Regions from separate parts of the Sus scrofa genome. Here region 1 is linked to region 2. Evidence: chromatin contacts called from public promoter capture Hi-C data. All regions are on one chromosome and are shown on one strand. The core of a region is the stretch at or near the end of the contact, and the rest is flanking DNA. Distances in the headings are between cores, read along the strand shown.

The links. Promoter capture Hi-C pulls out the DNA fragments that hold promoters and counts their contacts.
Region 1: a contact with region 2 is called in a promoter capture Hi-C map of liver, with 4 times the contacts expected there. The contact joins the promoter of KDM1B here to the promoter of FAM8A1 in region 2. A contact is called at or near these places in 3 of 5 promoter capture datasets (fetal liver, fetal skeletal muscle and liver), 2 of 47 Hi-C or Micro-C datasets (embryonic fibroblasts and heart right ventricle) and 1 of 2 datasets of contacts at active chromatin or transcription factors (alveolar macrophages).

Annotation. Positions count from the first base shown.
Region 1 is chr7:13,843,358-13,847,825 of Sscrofa11.1, reverse strand. It overlaps KDM1B (lysine-specific histone demethylase 1B), which reads right to left and starts at 1,543. Exons shown (of 22, transcript XM_001927844.5): 1 at 1,423-1,543; 2 at 1,060-1,100. TPMT (thiopurine S-methyltransferase) reads left to right here and starts at 1,719. Exons shown (of 10, transcript NM_001243675.1): 1 at 1,719-1,846; 2 at 2,322-2,404.
Region 2 is chr7:13,376,874-13,381,663 of Sscrofa11.1, reverse strand. FAM8A1 (protein FAM8A1) reads right to left here and starts at 3,535. Exons shown (of 4, transcript XM_021100215.1): 1 at 2,685-3,535; 2 at 1,488-1,608. The coding sequence starts at 3,402.

The sequences.
Region 1 (4,468 bases), core at 294-2,793, 470 kb before region 2:
TGGTCTTCTTTTAATGTGACAAAAGAAAGAAAAAATGGTTTGGGGGGCATAAGTAACCAAGCGGAAATAGCAATGTCTAGATTTCTGCTTTAACAATTCCTAGGATTTTTTTTCTGAAGAAGCTTATTCCAAAAAAGTGTTTAAAAACACACACAAGATTCATAAAAATATGAATCTAATGGACTTCACGCTGGAATACAAATTTACAGTGGCATTAGCATAATTTCTCAAAATAGGATAAACGACTAGAAACTTCTTCAAAGACAACAGGAATAAAAATTTTCCTTAGGGCCACTTAAAATTGCTCCCACAACAATCGCATTTTCCGAAATGTGGATCCAATTCAATTGCCTGAATGCTTTGTTGACTACTTTCTCTGCCTGGAAGACAATTAATTATTGATGGACATTTTCTCATGTACCTCCTCAAGAAATTCTCTTCCACTCGCCTTCCTTCCATTAAAATAGATTTAAAAAAAAAAAAAAAAAGGCGAAAGAGCCTTGAGTTGTGCGTGCACAGGAGTGACGGATCTCCTCAAATGGAGTGGTCTGTGAACTTCTGCACGCCCCCCGAGGGAAGGCTGGGCCTCCATCTGGCTAAGTTCCAGATCAAGGAACCCCCATCTCGCTACAGCTGGGCCGGCCTCTTCCTTCCTCTTTCACCTGCCAGCTGCTAGGCTGTTGACTAACAACTACCGTAATCGGGGCCGCCCCCTCGGGGTCCCGGGTCCCAGAGGAGTTACCCCAGCAACCTGGCAATGCCGACAGCGTCTCAACGCGTGGTAGCCGCGCTGGAGTAAAACTAACCACACCTGCGAGGCCGTGCGAGCTCCTCGCCGCCACGCTCTCAGCTGAACCAACAGCGAGGGAGTTCCCACTCCCGGACTGGGGGGTCCCCTCACCCCCGCCCCGCAGCACCTACTCCCCAGGTGAAAGGGCTCTGACAGCCCCCAGGAGGGAGTCTCAACGTTCCCAGTGCAACCTGCAGCTGCTTCGCTTTCCGAAAAGCTTTCTCGTCTGCTCTCCGGAGTCTGAGAAGCAACAGCCTCCCGGGGCTCACCTTTGCGCTGGAGGCGTGCAAGGAGTCACGGGGAGAAGGCACTGTGTACAGAAAGGAAACATTGTGGGGAGGGGGATTAGGAGAGACCCGCAACGCAGCGATGAATCCGGGAACCCCGTCGCCGTAACAACCCAGCCCGGGAATTCCCCCTTCCGCGGGCAGGGATCCCCACGCCGCACCCCGCTCCGATCCAGGGAGGGAGGTATAAGCCCCTAGAGCACCCATCCACCTCCCACCCTAGCCAGGAGCGCTGTACAGCGGCAGAATGAAAGCTTGCACCCTGGCCAAGCTGCTTTGTGCAGAGCTGTCACCCGAAATCCGCCACCGCCCCCATGCCCGCCCCGGGAGCCGCGTGTCCCCCACCTCCGAGCGCGGGCGAGACAGTGCGCGCCGTCCCCGGCTGCCGGCGCCTCTCCCGAGCCGCGCGCCGCGCGCCCAGGACCGCAGGATCCGCGCCGCGAGCCGCAGCCCCCGCTCGGCCGCCGCCGCCGCCGCTTCCGCCCCTGTCACGACGTGACCCGGGTGGGAGGAGCCGGAGGGACCGGGGAGGAGTGGGGTCCCCGCCTTCGCCTTCGCTGCGCTACTCGCCCCGCCCTGACCATTTCCGCCGCTGCGCAAGCCCGGGCGGCAGGGGGAAGGGGGCGGAGTCAGTGTGCCGCAAGAGGGGCAGTCCCGGGGCGAGTCCGGGGGCGGGTCCGGGGGCGGGGTTGAGCCAGGGTCTTGGACCCAACCCGTAGTGGCCCCGCGCTGCGCCAGAACCAGCCAAAGGCAGCGGACCGCGCACGAGGTAGGCTCCTCTGATCGCCGAGAGTGCGTGATGAGCATTGGAAAGATTTGGTAGACGTAAGCCCGTGATCGGATGCCGGGATGGGGCTTCCTAACAAGCGCGGGCAGCCCAGCAGTCCGCGCCCAGAAATGGACTCGGGGATCAGAATGGGAAGGGGGAATAACGAGGTCGGATAGTGAATGACCTTTCTGAGTTACATAATTAAAGTGACCTCAAGCATTATAGGATATTGGTGATTTTAAGAAAAGAGAAATAAATACTTGCCAGAATAGTGAGTGACGCTCTGGGGGCGGGGCAGTGGGGGGAATTGAGGTGATGTAAAAATTGTCTTGCTCCATGGTTATTGCATAGGGTATGCATATGGAAAAATTCACTGAGGCATACTCTTAAAATGTGGTGCACCTTAGGGAAGTTATTCCTCAATTTATCAAAATCTTAAAGTAAATCTGAAGCAGAAACTTTTTTTTTTTTTAAGGTGAGAAATAATCCAGACTTGGGAGTCCACCCAAAGGTGGACTTGAGTGACCAAACCAGCATATCAGCTATTTCCGTGTACTGGTAAGAATGACTGTGAAATTTGCCTTTCCCGATTCTTATGATTTGGTTCTTTTATCTTTTTGTAGAAATGTTTTTATTTCTACAGAAAAGGACGTGAACAAGTTCAGTACGTTGAGAAGCTATGAGGACAGTTAAGAAGTCATTAAGTTATATTTGTGATGTTAAGCTATATTTGTGATGTTAAGCTATATTTCAAGTTTCTCTAAGAGCGGTAGAGTTGAACAATTGTGGGTTGCCCTGGCTCAGTGATAAAATTATGCTTCCCTTTTGTTTTAAGTAGAGAACGGCTTATGAAGGCACAAGTTCAGGTTCCAAAGTTTCTGGCTGAAAATGGAAATGGGAAAAGTACAACTCTTTTTTGCTTTTCTGTACTCAATATAATCAGATACTTCCTTCTGACTTCTCAGAAAAATCACGTCCTGACATCCTCAGGGCCTTGCAAACTTTTGTTAACAAATGTTTGTTGGAAGGTGAATTTGTGTCCCAATTCCAAGGGAAGTGCTTTCTCCTTAAATCCCGAACACTCTGAAGTCAAATTTTGCAATAAAGGGAACTTTTCTCTTTGAATAACTGCTTTTATGTGCTGTTCTTATGGATGAATCATTAAATTAACTCCACCAAGAATAGCCTGCCAGTGTAATTCAAACTGAATTAGTTTCACTAATGACTCAAAGGGTATGTTAGAACTATTATGCTATATTGTCCTTAGCATTACAAATTTCACATCGAAAAGACAGGAATTTTCCTCATACTTTCAGGTAGATTTGCAGTTAAATTCACTCTTTTTACCTCAGTTCCCTTTGTAAAAGAAAATTTTTTTAAAGGAACAAAGTGTCAGACATCATCCAGTTATTCTAAGGGTTAAATTGCCACCCCTGCAGAGGGCGAGGTGTCTGAGCCATTCAGGACTTCCGGAGTGAAAATAAAGGGGAGCCATTTCAGTGTTTTGGGTAAATGGCCCCTGGATAGTTAAGACCCATGCCTTCAAGGGAATTTCAATGACCCTAGATTTTTGCATCTTCTCCTTCAGAGAAATCAACAAAGTCATTAACTTGAGGTATCTGTTCTTTGTGATTAGCACTAATCTTTTATCAAAATGTATGCCAAACATTTTTTTTTTTTTTCTGGTCAAAAATAAATAAATTCAGTTCCCATTGTGGCTCAGTGGCTCTGACTGGTATCCATGAGGAAGCAGGCAGGATCCCTGACCTAGCTCTCTGGATTAAGGATCCGGCATTGCAGTGAGCTGTGGTGTAGGTGGCAGACGAGGCTTGGATCTGGTATTGCTGTGACTGTGGCATAAGCTACAGCTCTGATTTAACCCCTAGCCTGGTATCCTCCATGTGCTACAGGTGCAGCCCTAAAAAGACATACATACATACATATGTACATACATCCCTTATATATATGGAACATATATACTTGGAGCAATTCCACAGATAATCTGAAAGGCTGTTTCCTTGGCTGTAACCTCAGTAAGGTCCCCAAATAAAATTGAAACTCACAACCCTTATGTTGTGTGTTTTTCTTTAAGTCAACACCTTCATGTGACATTTTCCCATACCAAAAAAAAAAAAAAAAGAAAAGAAACCAAGAATTTGTAAAAAACAATTTGAAAATATAAAGTTGTAGAGTAGAGATGGGATATTGAATCTCTGCATCTACTTTTGCTATCTCCTGAAATTAGGGGCATGAACCACTAGAATAGGGAGGACAGAAGAGAAGATGAAAGCAATAACATTTTGAAGTCTGGAAAGCAGATGGCTAAGTGATGAAGAGGGATTTTGCAGACTGAAGAAGGGTAAATTCTAAACCTGCCATGGGAAAAGCCAATGAGCAACCCACCTTTGCATTATAGAATTCCCAATGCTCAGGAGTACAGCAGCAGGAGATCAAAGGATATGGTAGAAATTAAGAGGATTGCTTGAAATTCTGGTTCTTACAAGGCTTAATTCCCAGGTTCTTTTCACAACTCCCTGCAACCAAGTATCTACCCCTCATCACACCAGCAGAGTTTTGGGGGTATATTCCCTGGAGAGGGTATAGTCTTTGGACTCGGAAGAT
Region 2 (4,790 bases), core at 2,286-4,785:
AAAAAATAAAAGAAATGAGGGGATTATTAAAACATTAAGACTATTCTGATGGCAATGAGAAACTACTGAAGGCTTTGAAGGCAGGAGAATGGCAGAATCAGAAATGATCATCTCTGGTTTTACACCAGAGACTGAATTAAGATAAAACAGGAGACAGTAAACTGAGATACCAGTTAGAAGACTTGTGCTATAATCCAAGCAGGTGATGACAGTGACTGGACTAGGGAGAAGCAATGATGATGAAAAATGGATTTCTGACTTTGGAGGAAATGGTACAGGTTGAAGGTTATTCAGGAGATTGAACAGAAAGGAGGTGGTAGGTGCTGACTGGATGTTTAGCCCATAGGGAGGGAGACAGGGAAGAATCAGATTAATATTCAAGTTCCCGGAAAGGGCCCTGAAATTTAAATAACTACAAAGGTTTGACCTTGACAGTCAAACTTACTACCTTTGTAACTTGGTAAATGCTGAGTTTAACTTCTGGAAGAATTTCAGTTTTCTATAAAATGGAGGTTTTTAACCTCTATTACACAGTGGTGGCAAGATTAAGTAATCCAAGATTGATCTAGAGGTTTATCACACTAAGACAGAGAAAGACAAGTATCATATGATAAAACTCATATGTGGAATCTAATTTTAAAAATGATTCAAGAGAACTTATTTACAAAACAGAAACAGACTCACAGACTTTGAAAACAAACTTATGGTTACCAAAGGGAAAACACTGGGGAAGGAATAAAGTAGGAGTTTGGGATTCACATATACACATTACTATATATAAAATAACTAACTAACAAGGGCCTACTGCATAGCACAGGGAAATCTATTCAATATTCTGTAATAAACTATATGGGAAAAAATCTGAAGAGGAATGAATGTATAACTGATTCACTTTGCTGTACACCTGAAAGTAACATAACATTGTGAGTCTGCTATACTCCAATAAAATTAAGAATCCATATGAAGTCTAGCCTATAGAAAGTGCTTAGGAAGTGATAACTGCTATTAAGATTACTAATCTGAAAGGAAGATTATTCAGATAAATGGCTCACTTTCAATTTACTGGGAACTTGTCTGACAGTATAAGCAACCCCATTTGCAAGTGCTACCTCGCTGATTATTTAATAGTTCATCTACTAAAAACTCTTTATGCCTTGGTCTTTAGATACTCCACTCTGAACATGACTGTAAGAGACAAATTAGTAACTGGCTTAAGAAAACAGTGAATAAATTCAAATTCAGGTTTGCAGGTTCCTTTTACTTAGTCTTGATAGGTAAAATTCCCCCACACCTTACAGAATTTATTACGTCTTGTTCTCCCTTTTGTAGTTATTTCTTAAAACCAACAAGAAAATAAACCTGACAAAGCTCCTATAATGAAATTGTTAATGGCACACAAATTATCCATATGGTCGCAAGCAGGCATGAAAAGAACTAAAGCAAGATCTCTAGACATTAAAACCTTTCTGCAAATGGCCTTAACTTACTTTATTCCACTGAGGTGCATAATGGTTAAGACAATGGTTGCTTTTATAAAGAAGAGAATAAAGAAATCCACCATCTCTGCCATAAATCTGTGGGCCAAGGATGGAATAACATACTCTCTGCCTGTAAATTAAAAAAAAAGAAAAAAATTAGGAAAACTAGTCATTGCGCACAGACCTTGGAACCCAAGTTAGGAAATGAATGAGGAGTATAAAGGTACAACTTGCTGATTAAAAAAAAAAAAATTATAACTTTTGCAACATTTGTTGAAATTGACTCCAATAAGGCATGTTATTATTTTAATAATACAGCAACACCACTTCACTACTTAACTGAGCAGTTTAAAATTGTTTTTACCCCCTTACTGTTTCAAAATGACTTCACAGATAAATTTCACTACTGAAGGTACTCAATACATTTCACTAGGGATTCAAATGGGCAGAATCCAGGTGGTTGCAAGACTATGACACAAAATTAAATATCTGTTAGCAAAATATCAAGGTTAAGTTTAGACAATTAGTACAAAGTAAATCCCTGTGCTCCTCATCTCACCCTTATTCATTTAGTTTGTCTTGCTTTCTATGTAACAAACCCAATGATTCCCAGGGAGCTTGCAAATTCCAGCAACTAGGTCTGTCCCATATTATCTGTGGTTGAATTAAAATAAAAAGTCTAAATAATAAACTAAAAAGTGTAAATAATTAAAAGTATTCTAATTCCCAAACAGAAGTAAACAATCTACAAGATTAAGCCAAGGCCCAAAGGTTGTAACTCCATTTGGATTCGTGTAAATCTTATTATCCATCAGTTCCGTTGTCCCTAATACACACAAGCGCTATTAATTATATATATTTCACCTATGTTATCATATGCTGGGTAATATATATAATAAAGCCATGTCTGGGTTATTTCCAGCATTACCAGTCAAAACTCCTCCTCCCTCCATGGTGAACTTTGCCATCCGAGAACTAAGCTTTGGACCTCACTCCAGAGCATGGAGATCAAAGTAAGAGAATGGTCTTTACACGTGTGAACGATTAGTCCCAGGAGTCAACTGAGACCGCCAGGTCTAAAGAAAAAGCAAACTAGAACCTGGCTGTACACTTGGGGAACAGAAGGCCTGGGCCAACCCCAGCTGACGGACGAGAAACAACCGCGCCGGCTCTACCCCCAGGTCCTTCCCTGAAGAGCCTTCTCACCTGCCTGCCGCCCAGTCTCGCTCGGGGCTCGCGAAGCGGCGGCGGATGCTACCCTGGCCACTGGGGCTGCCCGGGCCGAAGGCTGCACGTGAGGGGCGCGGCCTCCCGGGCCACCGACCGGGGCGGGAGTGGCAACGCCGGCGGCTGCCCCCGGCTCAGGCCGGGCCGCCGCGGCGCTCAGGAAGTAGAAGGGGTTGTAGTAGCCCAGCTGGAGGGGCGGCGGCGCGGCGGTCTGAGGGGCGGCGGCGGCAGCGGCGGCGGCGCCCGAGCTGTAGTTCGGCGCGGGCGGCTGGGGGCTGCAGTAGGCGGGGAAGGCGGCCAGGCCGCTGTGCCAGGTGAGGTAGCCGCAATAAGACTGCCACAGCCACTCGTGCACCTGCCGGGAGTACTCGCGGGCGCTCAGCCGCGCCGGCCTCTCCCGCGGCGCCCCGGCCTCGGGTGCCTCGCAGCCTGCCGGCGCCTGCATTCCCGAGCCGGAGCCCGAGCCCGCCTCCCCGCGATTCCCGGGCTCGCGCGCCGGCTCCGAGGTCTTGGCGGCGGCCGCGAGGCCCGAGGCTGGGGGCCGGCCCGGGGCCTGGGGTTCGGCCTGCGGCCCGTCTCGGGGGCGTGGGGCGGCGGCAGCAGGAAGGCCTCTCAGGGCAGGGACGGGCTCGTGGTCCCCTCCGCCGTCGTCCTGCCCAGGAGGGCGGCCTCGAGCTTCCTCCGGCCCCTCTGCCATCGTCGCCTCAGCAGCACCCTCAGCGGTCCTGTCACTGCGCCGTCTCCTGCCCCGCTTGCCCCTCCCCAACGGCCCCGTAGCCACCGCAGCAGCCGCGAGCGTCAACAATCCACCACCGGAAGCGGAAACCCCCCCTTCCGCGTCGCCGGCGCGGGGCGGGGCAAGGAGGCGGGGCAGGGAAGTGGGCCTTCGTGTTCCCGAGCTGGCTTCGGAGGCTGACACTGGAATTGGGCGTCCTGCGCTTACTAGTTGTAGGTCCAGACTGTCACCGCCAACACCCACGCCCCGTACACCTCTTGCGTTTTTAATTAAGGCCGGAGGCTTCTCTTGATATTCCCACCGGCTGAGGACTGGGGCTGTCCCGGGAGAAACAGCTGATGGAGAAAGGGGGATTTATGAGAAGTCCCAAGGGTGTGTGCCCCCCTTTCTATTACGGAGACGCGATTGTCTTGATCACTAGACACGGGGCTTGTTGCGTATTTCTGTCTGCATTCATTCCATTAGGTAGTTCTCACCCATTTGTACTCAGCAAGGTGATACGAGACAATCCTCTAAGAGAATTAGAAACTAATAACCAAACTAAACAGACGTATCAGGATAGTACGACTCAGCTGCAGCGATCTTCATTGTAATAAGAAAGAGATTATGCTACTTTAAGAGCTAGACTCTGTCTTGATTCTGGAGCTAACTTCTGTTCCTAAAATCCTACTTTCCAGTGCTGCACACACAAGCCTGATACGCCAGCAAAACCGTGCCTTTCCTCAGACCCACGGTCTCGCCCTCTGGCACCTGCCTTTTCCTTTATTTTCTGTTAAGGCAGGGCCCTATCCATATCTCAGGGCTTTGGAATCTGCTCCCACTACCACAGATCAGGCATGGTTTCCTCTTCTTCTGAATTATATATGGTACCTTATGTATTTATATTTTAATATACTTTCCTATGTCCTTAAGTTGGTTAAGTGATAGAAATATGTCTTTGTATCCCCAGTTCCATACAAAAGATCTACAGGGGCTTAGTACTGTGGGTCTATACTGTAGGTCTATTTGTTAAGAGGGATTCCCAGAATCATTATTGACTTTGCTCTAGGAGATAAAAGTAAAAGTCTTAGGAGTTAAGGATTCCGAATGCAGTGGCTTGAATCACTGGGGAAGTGCAGATTCAGTCCCCTGCCTGGCACAGTGGGTTAAGGATCCCGTGATGCCGTAGCTGTGGCTTGGATTCAGTCCCTGGCCCTGGAACTTCCCTATGCCGTGGGTGAAGTAAACAAAAAAGCTTAACCTTAGCCCTTAGGAAGCTAATATAGGGGTTTGGTTTAAAGGGACATTTTCATGAAACACTTGAAGACCTACTTAAGATAATACCAGTGCAATATGAATCCAAAACATGA